Regions from separate parts of the Anser cygnoides genome. Here region 1 is linked to region 2. A link is a contact called in public Hi-C data. All regions are on one chromosome and are shown on one strand. Each heading gives the region's core, a stretch centred on a gene start, on an enhancer-like site or on the middle of the called end of the contact. The rest is flanking DNA. Distances are from core to core; before and after follow the strand shown.

What was found. Hi-C and Micro-C count contacts between places; a contact is called where the count stands out from the background.
Region 1: a Hi-C map of liver shows a contact between it and region 2, with 2.0 times the contacts expected there. The contact joins the enhancer-like site here to the promoter of DNAJC1 in region 2. A contact is called at or near these places in 2 of 7 Hi-C or Micro-C datasets (both in liver).

The regions. Positions count from the first base shown.
Region 1 is chr2:20,122,004-20,128,903 of Taihu_goose_T2T_genome, reverse strand. SKIDA1 (SKI/DACH domain containing 1) reads right to left here. Exons shown (of 3, transcript XM_066991624.1): 3 at 513-6,900. The coding sequence starts at 4,524. The coding sequence ends at 1,882. Among named protein-coding and RNA genes, the nearest start is that of SKIDA1, 6.6 kb to the right of the region's middle. Within about 2 kb of position 5,458, at least 1 of the 3 cell types and tissues checked has open chromatin away from gene starts, as enhancers often do. A contact at or near this core is called in liver, where this site is marked.
Region 2 is chr2:19,879,297-19,885,480 of Taihu_goose_T2T_genome, reverse strand. It overlaps DNAJC1 (DnaJ heat shock protein family (Hsp40) member C1), which reads right to left and starts at 1,337. Exons shown (of 12, transcript XM_048061736.2): 1 at 1,054-1,337. The coding sequence starts at 1,227.

The sequences.
Region 1 (6,900 bases), core at 4,209-6,708, 240 kb before region 2:
ATTACATTGTTGCTTTGTTTTTCTTTTTTTCTTTTTTTTTTCTTTTTTTTTTTTTTTTTGATTTACGATAAATTATTCTCCCGGGATTGATCGATGAGTGGAATCCTTAAAATTTAATTTGGGGATGATCTAGTATAAATAAAAAGCTAATCCAAAGAAAGAAACCAGCAATTATTCATCCTAAACTCTGCTGATTCAGCAACTCAATTAGAACTGCCTTTCTCAAGCTGCAAACTTTTCAGATTGTTTTCAGAGTTGCTGTGCCCGTCCTCCCCCCGAGACAGAGACCTTCCCCCGAGCAGCCCTGCCTCGACTCTCGGGCCTGCAGCCTTTTTTTTTTTTTTTTTTTTTTGCCTTTTTTTTTTTTCCCCTTTCTTTCGGAGGGGCTGGGGGGGAGGGAGGGAAACAGTTAACCTCTTGAAGCGTATTTCCTCCAAATAAAACCAGTGAACTTACAAACGGAGAGGAAACCGTGGGTAACTCTGCAATAATTCAAAGTGTATGGAATCAGGAATTTTTAAACAGTGTTTTTAATTGAAAATAAAGCTAAAGCATGCTTTTCAACAGTGCAAATTTCCATAATTTTGATTTACTGCTTCCATCATCACAATATATTATACCAGCATGTCTCACCGAGGGCTAGACTCTAGAAGTCTGCCTGTTCGACTATTTCGATATTAAGTGCAAATATAGATAATTGCCTCTGATTGTCACGTGCAGTAGAAACGTTTCTGCTACATAGAGAGGATGGTATGGAAACAAAAAACAACAACAATCAAATCGCAAGAGATGAGGATAAAACCGGGCAGTGTGCTACGGTAGAAATGCCTGAGTTTTGGTGCCAGAGAGCTCTGAATAACATGGTATTCTCATTTTGGGTATTCTCGCCACTTATGGCCTCTCGTTTCACTTTCTGTGTTGTATTTACTGCTTTGCTATTTCCTCCAGCCAGCGTGAGGGGCTGGACCATAAATTGTACTGCTATCCGGGCAAATATTTTAGTTGCTTTGCAAGTTTGTAAGGGGCATGTTCAGACCACAACTTAAGTATGACATTAGTGGGTAACAGTAACCTTATTTAAGACCTCTGGGTGAAACAAAAAAGGCTTTCCAAATGCAAAGAGTGGCTGTACAAGTAAAAAGACACCCTTTACCAAAAATAGAATTCCACATTTATTTACTGGTTTCAGATGAGGCAGCTTTTCCCAGTCCTGGGGTCGCAGGCGGACCCCAGCCTTTGCAAACCGGAGAAAAACGAGTAAGTGCAACTGCTCTTAGAAAAAGACACCCCTGCACCCGAAAACAAAGCTCCCGAAAAGTAGGCTGCTGCCACGTTGAATTATAGTGAACCCTTACTGTGCAACCATGTAACTTAACAAACTTTAACTGAATTAACAGTTAGACTTCCATTTTCGAAATCTAGTGCATAAATTTAATGGCTCATTCTAATATTTATTATTCAACCTTTTGACATTTATTTGCAGCAGTTGAATTGAGGTACTGGTGCATTATTAGCATTTAAACAGTAAAGTGTTCCAGCTCTACCATAATAACTGAGTTTAACTTGAGTCTTTAGCCTGAAGTACTCTGTGGAATGTAACCAAAAAAAAAAAAAAGGCAAAAAAAAAAAAGCACCAACCAACCAAAAACAAAAACAAATGAAACAGTAAAAAAATAAAAAAATAAAAAGACCCAAAACAAAACAAAAACCACGGTTGTAACGGTAAAGAAAATAGTAATCCGGTTTCTGTCTTCACAATGTGATAAAACAGGATTCCAAAAGCGTGTATAGCATTAATGGGCTGGTACAAACCATCCTGCAGAGTTTAAAAACGTAAGAAAGTTAAAGGTGGTTCAAGAAAATATTTTCCAAACTATTTTATTAATTAAATTTCCTGAATTTGTGGCTAGGTGGAAGAGGTATTGCAGAACCGCCCAGCTGCCATTTCCATACAGGATGGGCCTTGTGAGGTGGTTGGGAATCCTTAGTGGTGTTTAAGGAATAAGCTGGCAACAAATCCCCATCATTGCCAATAATTAGTGATGGTGGACAGGGAAAATTTGCCATGAAATTAAATGGCCTTTTCACTGCTGATGCTACATTGCTGGCTACCCTTTTGCGTCTATTGTTAACTGTAAAATCATCCAGTGTTCCTTCATGTGTCTCAATTTTACCTGTAGGACGTGGGCTTCGAGCTGATTTCAAATTTGGTTTGACTGGAGGAGTCTGCAGTACAGGTCGCTTTCCCAAAACCAGTGTCCTGTAATTTTTTCTCACCCTCGCTCCAAATTTATACTCCCCATCCTCAGGTTTTGGAGTACCTAAAGTGCATGAGAGGACCTGACTCTGAGTCAGCGGGTTTAAGGAAGTGGTTTCTTTCTCAGTGCATGCAGAATCTTCCTTGGCTGTTAATAAAGCGTCCTGGTTATTACTCTCAGTCACACCGTAAAACTCATCCTTAGTATCATTGCACTCACACTTTAGCTTATGTGTTGTAAGGTCAGGCTCATACTCGTCGTTCGCACTGCTGTCCTCTATTTTGATTTTAATGCTGTGCAGGAATGGCAATGCCTTATTGCCTGTATCAGTGCACTGGAGCTCAGCTGCTGCTGCCCCTGGAGAAGCAGCATCCTCCTCAGGATCAGTTTGTAAAGAGGGCAAATCCGTGGCAAATTCAATACAATGAGGGATTTTGGAATCTTTCTCTGAATTTGCAGCCGCTGATGAAGAATCATTATTTAAGAACCTAGCAGCTATTGTATTGTTATCTGCACAGTGTGTAGTAGTTGCTTGAAGGCATTTCCTTGCCTCTCTGAGTATTCTTTGTTGTGGAAATGCATTGTTTGTCTTTGGGCTAGGTGAAGAGGCCCCCTTTGCAACACAGTTAATTGTTAGGTCAGTACTCTTGGCATTATTGGAAAATTCAGAGTGTGGGAATGTGAGCTCAGATACCCTATCAGCTCTTATCTCCGCGAAGCAGCTCCCCAGGCCGCCGGAGCAGCACAGCAGCGCCGGGCCGGCGGGAGCCCAGCCGGGGCGGCCCCACTCCTCCGGCGGCTCGGGCTCGGCTCCGCCGGGAGCGGCGCGGAGGGCGGGCGGCCCGCCGGGCTCCGCCGGGGCCGGGGCCGGGGCCGGGGCCGGGGCCGGGGCCGGGGCCGGGGCCGGGGGCCGGGGGGCGGCGGCGGCCAGATGGTACAAGAAGTTGGCGTGGACCACGCCGGGCGGGTTGCAGAAGCTGGTGCGCCTGAAGCGGATGCTCTGCACCGAGACCTGGCTGGAGACCGAGCTGGAGTCGGAGTCCGAGGTGCTGTCCTCCTCCTCCTCCTCCTCCTCCTCTTCCTCCTCCTCCTCCTCCTCCTCTTCCTCCTCCTCCTCCTCCTCCTCCTCCGAGCTGCCCTCGCTGGACTCCGAGCCGCCGCTGCCCTCCTCGTCCTCCTCCTCCTCCTCCTCGTCCTCCTCCTCCGAGCTGCCCTCGCTCGAGCTCGACAGGCTGGAGCCGCAGTCCGAGTCGTGGGCGGCGCGGCCGGAGCAGCAGCTGGACTCCGAGTCGCTGCTGCCGCTCTCGGCGAAGCCGGCGGCGGCCGGAGGCGGCGGCACCGGCGGCCCCGGCGGCGGGGGCCCGAAGCCGGGCGGCAGCGGCAGCGGCAGCCGCGGGGCTCCGCGGGGCCGGCAGGGCCGCGGCGCCGCCAGGGGCCGCCGGGCGCCTCCGGGGGGGCCCAGCACGCCCGCGGCGGCGGCGGCGGCGGCGACGGCGGCGGCGACGGCGGCGGCGGCCGCCCCGTGGCGGTGGCGGCGGCGGCGGCGGCGGCAGCGGGCGGGCAGGGGCGGGGGCCCGGCGGCCGGGAGCCGCGGCCGAGCCGCGGAGGAGGCGGCGGCGGCGGCGGCGGAGGGAGGGGGGCGGGCGCGGAGGGGCGCGCAGCCGCCCGCCGCCGGCGCCGTTTCATAGTGAGCGGGGGGTTTGCGAGGCGCCCGGGCGAGGTCTGGGTGGCTGTGGCCAGTGTATTTACTAAAAATGTGAGGTAGGTGAGAGGCCGGCAGCGAGGCGGCGGCCCCCGGCCGCAGGGCTTTCCTCCGGAGCGGCAGCAGGGGCCGGGGGGGGTCGCTGAGCCCCAGCCAAAGTTTGTTCTCCTTCCAGAAGCCGCAGAAGGGGTCGGCGGCAGCGGGCTCCGGCCGGAGGTCGCTGGAGGCCAGAGCCCGGCCGATTTTCCTCCGTTTCGTCTTGAGGACCCGCTCGGTTTTGCAGGATGTGTACAGGGCTTCCACGTCCTCTCTGGAGATCAGGGTGCATTTGGCGGCGTGGAAGGCGATGGAGTTGATGGCTTTGAGTTTCCTCAACTCCTCCAGGTCGCAGTGATGCTTTTTGACTTTTAAATGATCCATTCGCTTGTGCACGGTAGTTCTCGGGATGTTTTTGAGCAGGTCTGTAAAAACCTGGGAGAGTGCAAACATTTGCTTTCCTTTAATGATGAGGTAGCCGAGCCTCACGCCATCCACCTCTTCAAAACCCGACTTCAGGTCTCCCATTTCGTGAATTAAATTATTCCCAGCATTTGCAGAGAGAGAGAGAGAGGAAAAAAAAAAAAAAAAGGAAAAAAAAAAAAAGAAAAAGCCACACACACACAATCCTCAGCCAGATGCTGTATTTGTCTCAAGGCATCCTGCTAATAAAATATAACAAAGGCTGTTATTCCTGGTGAATGAAGTGCCAAACTTTAGACGAAATTAAAAAAGAAAAAAAAATAAATTAAAAAAAAAAAAAGCCCGTGAGACTACAATCGGTGTATAATCTTAAAAATCAGGTTTGCCAAAGTGTTTCTCTAAGTTGCTGCTGAAGATCAGTACCTGTTCCCTTTCATTCCCTGCTTTTCCATTGGAAACTATGATAATGGAATGTGAAGGGAGGAAGAGAAAAGAAATGCAGCTGCTATTCCCGCCGCTGCTTTAGCTACAAATAAAATGACAGAGTGAAGTGAGCTCGTCCGGAGACACCTTCATCAATTAATTCCCCTAAAGCCAACGCTGATTGGACACTCCTGACAGGTGATGCAATAAAAATTGATATTCCACCCCTTCCCCCAAAAAATCTCCCACTAATTAGCATACCCTTATACTGCCACCTCCCCTCCCAAAGTAAATAATACAGTTAGTATATAAATCTTTCTATTAAACAATCTGAGCTCAAATACACTCAGACCTCTCAGACTTCCTCCTCGCTAGCTCCAGACGAAGGATTTGCACGCTTTTTCCCGTGTCGTTTCGTGTATTTTCAGGCTCTTTCGGCCGAACGGTGCTCTTTTGTGCACGCCGTGGTTTTAAAGGACATAAGTCTGATCGTGGCGGTGGAAAATTCTTCGGTAACGTAACCGTTTTCAGCTGGTATTTTATTCTGCATTGTGCGGAAAGCGAAGCTTAGCGAAAACGTGCAGAACAGCCTGGTATTTCCCTTCCTGGAGCTCCGAAGTTAAAGGCTCGGCTGTTAACGAGAGGGAATACTTACATTTTCGAGTTTCTCTTGATTTTCCTCTTCTGCTTAATTAGCTTTTTACAGCCGGGGACTAAGGTTATTTCGCTGCCTGGATATCGCGGGTCCCCGCACCGCGCCACTGTACCACTTTTAACCGAAATCCTGCCTGTAACGTTGCGGGAGGGGGGAGGAGGAGGACGTGGGCTCACGTCAGACCCATAACAAAGCATAGATAAGCCAGAAATGTATACACTTTTCACAATTAACCGCGCCGGATCACGAGCTGGAATGCCCTATAGTCCCCGAGCCCACGTCAGGATTCCTGCGTGCTGATTGCTTCCAGCAGAGAAAGGAGAATGCGAAATATCCAAGGTGCTTCCAAGAGGCTTTACGTAATGACAAAAAAGTGCTGGCACACACAATGTACGGCACCGCAACGGGCTAGGATGCTCCTGCTCTGCAGTTCGCATCTTCAGCTCGGGGTAGCCCTGCCGCAGCTTTTTGATGTTCCATTCACAGCAGCCCCCTGAAATCAATCCGGAGAAGCAGCGCGAAGGTTTAACCTCTTCGGAGAAACGTGAAATTATTCGAGTGTCAGCCACGACGGTTTCGAAAAACGTTGCGATAGCTGCGTGCCTCTTCCTTGTCACACTGAAATGATGCTCGCGGTTTGCACGTTAGGCGCTGCAAAATAAAAATAAAAATAAAAAATCACCAGGCTCTGCCGTGCATCCAGCGCTCAACTGGCTGCAAACACGAGCACTTTTATGTATCGCTGCACATCCAGAATTAGACATATCCGTGAGATTAATGAGACATCTCAGATTTCTGGGACTTGGCAAAAAAAAAAAAAAAAAAAAGAGAGGGAAGGAGGAAAAAAAAAAAAAAAAAAGGCTTCAATTCCGAATGTCAATATCCACTCCGTGTATTGGCAACATGGTGCGGGGAGTTCGCGTTACCCCGTCAGGTAGAGCTAAAATAAAGAGCGCGATCGCCCTGCCAAAAAGGCAGCCTCGCATGCCAAGGCGAAATGCAGGCGAGCCCCCAGTTTCGCAGGAATTCTAGAGAGACCTGGGAATTTCGAGGAGTGCATCCGGAAATTGAGGAAGTCTATTGAAGGGAGCCTCTAACTCGGAGGGCAGAGATTTAGGAAAGTCAGCCCTGGACTACTGTTGCTCTCCGCGCAGACGTAAAAAAATCGCCGCTGTTCAACTTAATCCATGTGTGCACGAAACCGCCGTGGCTCCTTCTCCCCTCGGGAAGCTAAGGAGAGCCTTCCCGTCCGAGAAACCGGAGCTAGAGCGAATTACATTTCGTCCCTCGAATTAGCAAAGGCTTCACTGGGTGGATCTCGTGATATTTCAGCCTTTAAACGCGCCCGAGAGGCAGCGGGGGAACAATGCCTCGTCGCAGCTAATGCCAGCCGCCGGGGCAGC
Region 2 (6,184 bases), core at 88-2,587:
CAAAAGGTCTGTGCAGGATATGAACAAAAAGATGAACATCTGATTTGAACATCACTAATCAAAACACAAAAAATTGTATCCCTACATTACCTAAACACTAAAATTGCCTTTCAGGATTCAAAAATGAAACGCTCAGGCTCATGAAAGTGAAATTTGCGTGGCAGTATTTGCTGTGGTATATATATGATGATATTCCATCGTATTTAACACCAGAGGCTTAAGAAGTAAAACAAAAAGAGATGAAAGACTCAGAATCTCCCAGCCACCATCTTACAAGCACAGCTGGTAGTTTCCAGAACAGGACCCTTACAGGTGCAGACACCTCCCCTCTCCTTGCAGGGGAGGCCCTAATGAAATGCATCTGAATATAGCCTTACTCTCAGTAATGACAAGGACTACAGGGAACAGGTTTTAAAGTTAAAGAAGTTATTAGAACAGCAGGATCACCCACCACAATGTAGAGGTGCTAGGCGAGAAGCTAAGAATGAAGTGTCTTTTGGGGACAGCAGTAGAGTAAGAATAATATAAAGAATTAGTTCTTCAGGAGAGGAATACTGCCTGGAGAAAGCGACCAGAAGATCACTAAGATGTGTAAGAAGAGATGAAGCAAGGCTGCGCACGCAGAACAGAGCGCCCAGGAAAGGAAGGCCATCAGGTGGGCTCCAGGGCAGGCAAGTTGAAGACATGGAGCAGCAGCGAGGCCAGCAACAAGGAACCTGGGATAAAAGCACTCGGAAGAGCGGTGCCTGTGGTGACTTTGTGCGGACAAGAACTACCCGAAGGTGCGCAACGATCGCTGTGAGATACTCCCGAGCGTTGCCCAGCAGATGCGGAGCCCAGGCACAGCAACCCGAAGGCACAAGAAGTGAACGCCACCATCTAAAAGCCATCCCCAAGCTAGGGGCTGCGGGCACACCACACGCCGGGGCTGCAGGGGGCCGAGGCAGAGCTCCCGGGCAGGGAGCGGAGCCCCCGGGGGGGAAGGGGCCGGGGGGGCAGCCGGCCATCTTCGGGGCCGCGCCCGGAGGGGTGCCCGGGGGTCCCCCCGCTCACCTGCTGCACCCCGAGGAAGTCGTAGAAGTTCCGCGGCACCTCCTCCACCAGGTCGAAGAGCTCCAGGTCGCCGCTGTCCCACGCGCGGCCGCGGGGCAGGAGCAGCGCCAGCAGGGCCAGCGGCAGCAGCAGCGGCAGCCGGCGGCGGCGCGGGGCGGGCGGCGGGCGGCCCATGGCGACCCCCGGGCGGCCGAGGAGCGAGGACGTGGCCGGGCGGGCGCGGCGGCAGCGGCCGGGCGCGGAGGGAAGGCGCCAGGCCCGGCCCCGCCGGCTGCCGGCCCCAGCGGGGGCGGGCGGCGGGGAGGGGAGGGGAGGGCGGGGGGGGGGGGGAATTTCCGACCGGCCAATCGCCGCCGCTGCGGGGCGTGACGTCAGCTAGCCCGGCAACCGGCGGCGCTGGCGCAGTGGAGGCGGTGGGGGGCAGGGCGGCCCTTCCCCCTCCCCTTCCTGCCTCGGCCTTCCTCCTCCTCCTCCTCCTCCTCCTCCTCCTCCTCCTCCTCCTCCTCCTGCAGGGCTCAGCAGTGCGGGTTACCGACATTAAAGCGCCTGTTTCGCTTTCACTCGTGCAGCCCGGCTCCTCGCAGCGCTGCCCTCGCTGTATCCCCTTCCCACCCGGGCCCGGTTGTCGCTCTGAGGAAGGGCATTTTCAGCCACCTCCGAAACATCCGTGGTTTTCTGAATCCACCTCAGAAAGCAGGGTTTTTTTCCCCAGTTCACAAAAATCCTTTCCTGAATCTAGTTTACAAAAATCCCAGCTGCTAATCTAACGTCCTAGGAGGAGTTGGGCACCGCTTACGCCAGCAGAGCAGTGCCGTGGATAACGCTGTGGGAGCAGACCTGGCTTCCTGCTGCATTCAGAACAGGGGCTGGAAACAACCCTTACCAATTTGTATTCTATCACACATATCATAGAATGTATATCATACATACATAATTCATCCGTCATACATATCATAACCTTTATCATATCCTATGATTCTATAATTTTCCAACTCACGGGAGTCTCAGGCATTCTTTTCTATTGAAGCTGTTCCCCTTTGAATAAACTACTTAAATATTAATTAGATTGACATTTAAACTTATGTTTCCACATCCCATATGCATGCCCTCTGGGCTGTTAGGACCACAATTCTGCCTCTGGGTCTGTTTCCTGAAAAGACACCTAAACCCATTTGCCAGGAAATGATAATTTAACCAACATCTGATGTAGACTCTTTTTTTTTCTTTCTAATTCACCCGTCTCAAAAAGGAGCGCTTAACTGTTAATTCTGATCATCTTAAAAAGTGCTTCTTTCACTTCATCACAGAGCTAAAAAAATAATCCTTTCCTAGAGAATTGCAAAGTCATGAGGAAGTCTTGGGCTAGCTGTTTTATCAGCTGCTTTGTTTTGCTGGAGTAACTGAATCTGTTATAGATTGCTTTCTTCCCTCTTAATTATTTTCTTCTTCTATTCTTTTTTGCAGACCAGTACTCATAGCATAAAGTCCCTTTGTTGCCTAGTCTGTCTGCATTCTCCTTGCTTTCAAGCCTCAAGCTTTATTGTACAAAAATACCAGCTTTCAATTCAAAAAGTTACCAACCCGTAAGGTTATAAGGTACAAAGCTTAAAGATGCAAAGTACCATCAGAAACCCGGGGCAAATTAAGAGCTCAGCAAGGTAGTATGATTTCTAAACCAGCTTAAAGAGTTTTTTTAAATGTCAGATTAACAATACTCCAGTCTCCTTAGTATATGCTTTCCAAACTCGCCTTCCTTTCTCCCTTGTTTTGTATCTTCAATATGTACTTCATTTTGCCTCATTAGCTTCTAAGCCTCTTTAGTTAAGCTGATCTAGTACAATGATCATCCTTTGAAAAGAAGCCTTTTTAATTTTGATCTTATTTTTTATCATTCAGAATTTGTTACAGAGGATGACCTCTTTCAAAATCCATCTCTGGTTGCTCTTGCTGAAACTGAAGTTAAAACCTTCAAAAAGTGATAAAAGTAGCTGATCAGCTCTGTTGAGACTAGGAAAAACTGTCCTGACACTGACCACCAATTTCAGGTAGATTGTGGCTTCAACCCTTTATAGAGCAGCAGAAGATGATAGTTACTTTGAAAGAAACATCTCAGAATTCTTCAGCTAAATTATGCTGTCTTTCACTCAAGAGGAATGTGAACTTAGGAAGAATAACAGGAAAAAAAATCACTGATGGTAATAGGATTATAATTCTTTAAAATACATATTTAAGAGATATCTTACATTTAAGTCAGCATACTTAAATTATTCCGATCAGTTTTTAAAATGTGGGAAATTCAAATACTCATTTTTTATTCTGCTTTGTAAACTATTAGAAGAGAAGGCCTGATACTGCATGTAACATTTCTAAATTTTTTTATTTATTTTTAATTCTAGACAATGAGCTTGGTTTAAAAGTTTTCATTAAAATCATTCTGTACCCCAAGAATAAATACTGATATTTTGGTAAGAAACTGCTAAAAATGCTATTAAAACACTTGAAGTACCACCATAATAATGTCAGTCTCTTCCATTTTTCTGTTTTCCTGTTTCAGTCATAAGCAGTTATTTTTTCTTGGTGAGTCATTAGAGTCCTTGCCCCTTCTCCAACACTTCAATTAATCCAAGTCACATTAGACTTCCACAGTACAAAATAGAGCAGCTAAATTAAAAGTCAGTTCTCTCTCTCTGATTCAGAAAAAGATTTAAAATACAAAGCAAACATAAACCAATTCAGCAATGCTTGCCTGAAAGAGTATATGTGAGAAATTTGCAGTGGCAGGGGCAGTGACTGCTGGGTGAGATGACCAGTGATGACAATTTAAATCTTGGTATTGCTAACTCTGACACAATTGCATAGAAGGTAGAAAATTCCACACAACTTTGTCATCGTGGTCTAAAATTACTCATGTTGGGAGGTATTACTATTTTTTTTCTAACACGTATACATGACATTTAAATGGCTAGAGGATCAGAGGAGGTTTTTAATTGAACACCATATTCTGTACGCAGCCTCCCCAGCTGGGCAGCACCTTTATTTTAAGAACACTGGGAGCTGCAAAGGCGAGTCTGGCATTTCCTTTCCCTGCCTCGAGGTTTCTCTGCCTGGACACACAGGCAGGTATCACCGAACCAGGTATGCTCGTCCACTAAGCTCTCCTTTGCAAACCGTAAGGGCAAGAAACATACACAGGAATATGACTTGTTTAAATAAATCTATGTTCTGATGCTAATTGACAGTAGCACCCAAGGCCCGAGGCATGAACCGGTTATTATTACTGTTTTAACACCACTGAAAGAGCAACATACTTTAAAGCCCAGTAGGATTCACACAATCATATTCTGAATAGCTAAAGAGCCTGCTATTTTGGTGTCTCGAATAGAAGAAGACTAGTGGAAAGAGCTTATTAAAGGACCATCTTTTTTTTTTTTTTTTTTTCCTAAAGATAAACCTTCTCTGCTAGCAATTCATGAGTGACTGCTCAGCAGTCTATTCCGATTTTCTCTTCTGGCTGCTCAGTTTGGGTGCTTCTGCATGGGTTTGTATAGTAACAGTAGTTTTCTGTGTTAACAAAGCTGGCTTAAGAGTTTCCTGCGCCCTCCCCCCAGCCCAGACGCTTGTTCCCACCTCTGCGCCGCTGTTCGCTGCCTCCTCGGCTGTGCTAATTCAACTCTTTGTGGGCCACGTTATAAATCAAATGACTGAAATGATCCAGGTTTTTCCAAAAAAAAAAAAAAAAAAGAAAAAAAGCTGTTCGCACACACATACGTACACATATGCACACAAAAACTCGGATTTATTTCAGTGATCCAGTTTACAGCACGGCCCAGAAACAGCTGCATCGGCACAATCAAGGGGACAGCGAACCGCGATGAAGGAGCAAGAACAAGAGGGCATAGCAGGCAGGAAACTGCCTGGCTTAGACCGGCTTTCCCATCGGAAAAAAATAAAAATAAAACCTTTGTATATCTATAGCCCGAGAGCTCAAAGCAAGCTGTTCCCCAAGCAGTGAGGCTAAACGGAGTGGAGGGAGGCATTCTCCTTGGCAGCTGGCAGGGAAGTTCGGAGGGCTCGCCCTGGAAGGGAGGGCTCTGCTGCCGAGGCAGCGGGTCAGAAGGCTGGCACCTTGCTCAGAGGTGTTCCCGAGCGCTCTGTCCTGCCAGGCAACTGATCTGGCTTTTTAAAGGGTTTATTTGTTAAAGCCAGATCATTTCCCAGATCCAGTCTGGAGCGTAACCACGCAGCCAGATGAGTCAGAATGGAGCAGAGGAGGAGGGAAGGTAGCATCCAGCATGGGAGTGGGAAAATAAGGGGGGAACAGGATCACTTCATAGCAACCCTGCCCGCTGAAAGGTTTGTAAGGAATATGCCATTTGTGTAGACCAGCTGTTACCTTAGGCCAGACATAAGTCAAAGTAATGAGAAAGAAATGTGGGAATGGAAAGAGAAGCAAAAGCAACAGAGCTAAAAACAGAAAGCTGACTCTATTACAGTCCATCAGACATGAAAGAATATTATTTAGGAAATAGCTATTTCATGCCTGGTCTGGGTAGCTCAGTCCTCTCTTTTAGTATGTTACTTTTTTTTTTTCTTTCCCCTCATGTTACATCATTAGTACCAAAACCAAAACAATCCCTGCCTTGAGCATGCCATACCTGGTGATATTATTTTCCAAACTGAAAAGCTACCTGAAGCCACATTATCATCATACAAGATAACTCGTACACTGTGGGACAGAGAAAAAGGTTTCATCTTCAGAATGCCAACCACATCCTAACAGTATAAGGCCAACGTGTGAAAGGCTTGATCATTATAAGTGGCCTTTTCCCAGCATAAATGCATAATGTTTTTCTCCATGACATGGCAATAGTCCGTCATTATATCTGAATATGTATTTTCCTGTAGAAGAACATCAAGATGGGGAAGCACTGTCTCAGGCAGAAGTTCAGGAGGCACAAGAATTAAAAGACAAAACAAAATCAGCGATTAGAAGGCTTATACCATCTTCTTAAATAATGTATTCTCAACACCTTTCAAAATGATCTGTGGTTTAAACTGAAAGTGGACGGCTTCCATGCCAGTTTTGTTATTGCTATTCCAAGAACAATATCCTGGCACTCTATTTACGTAT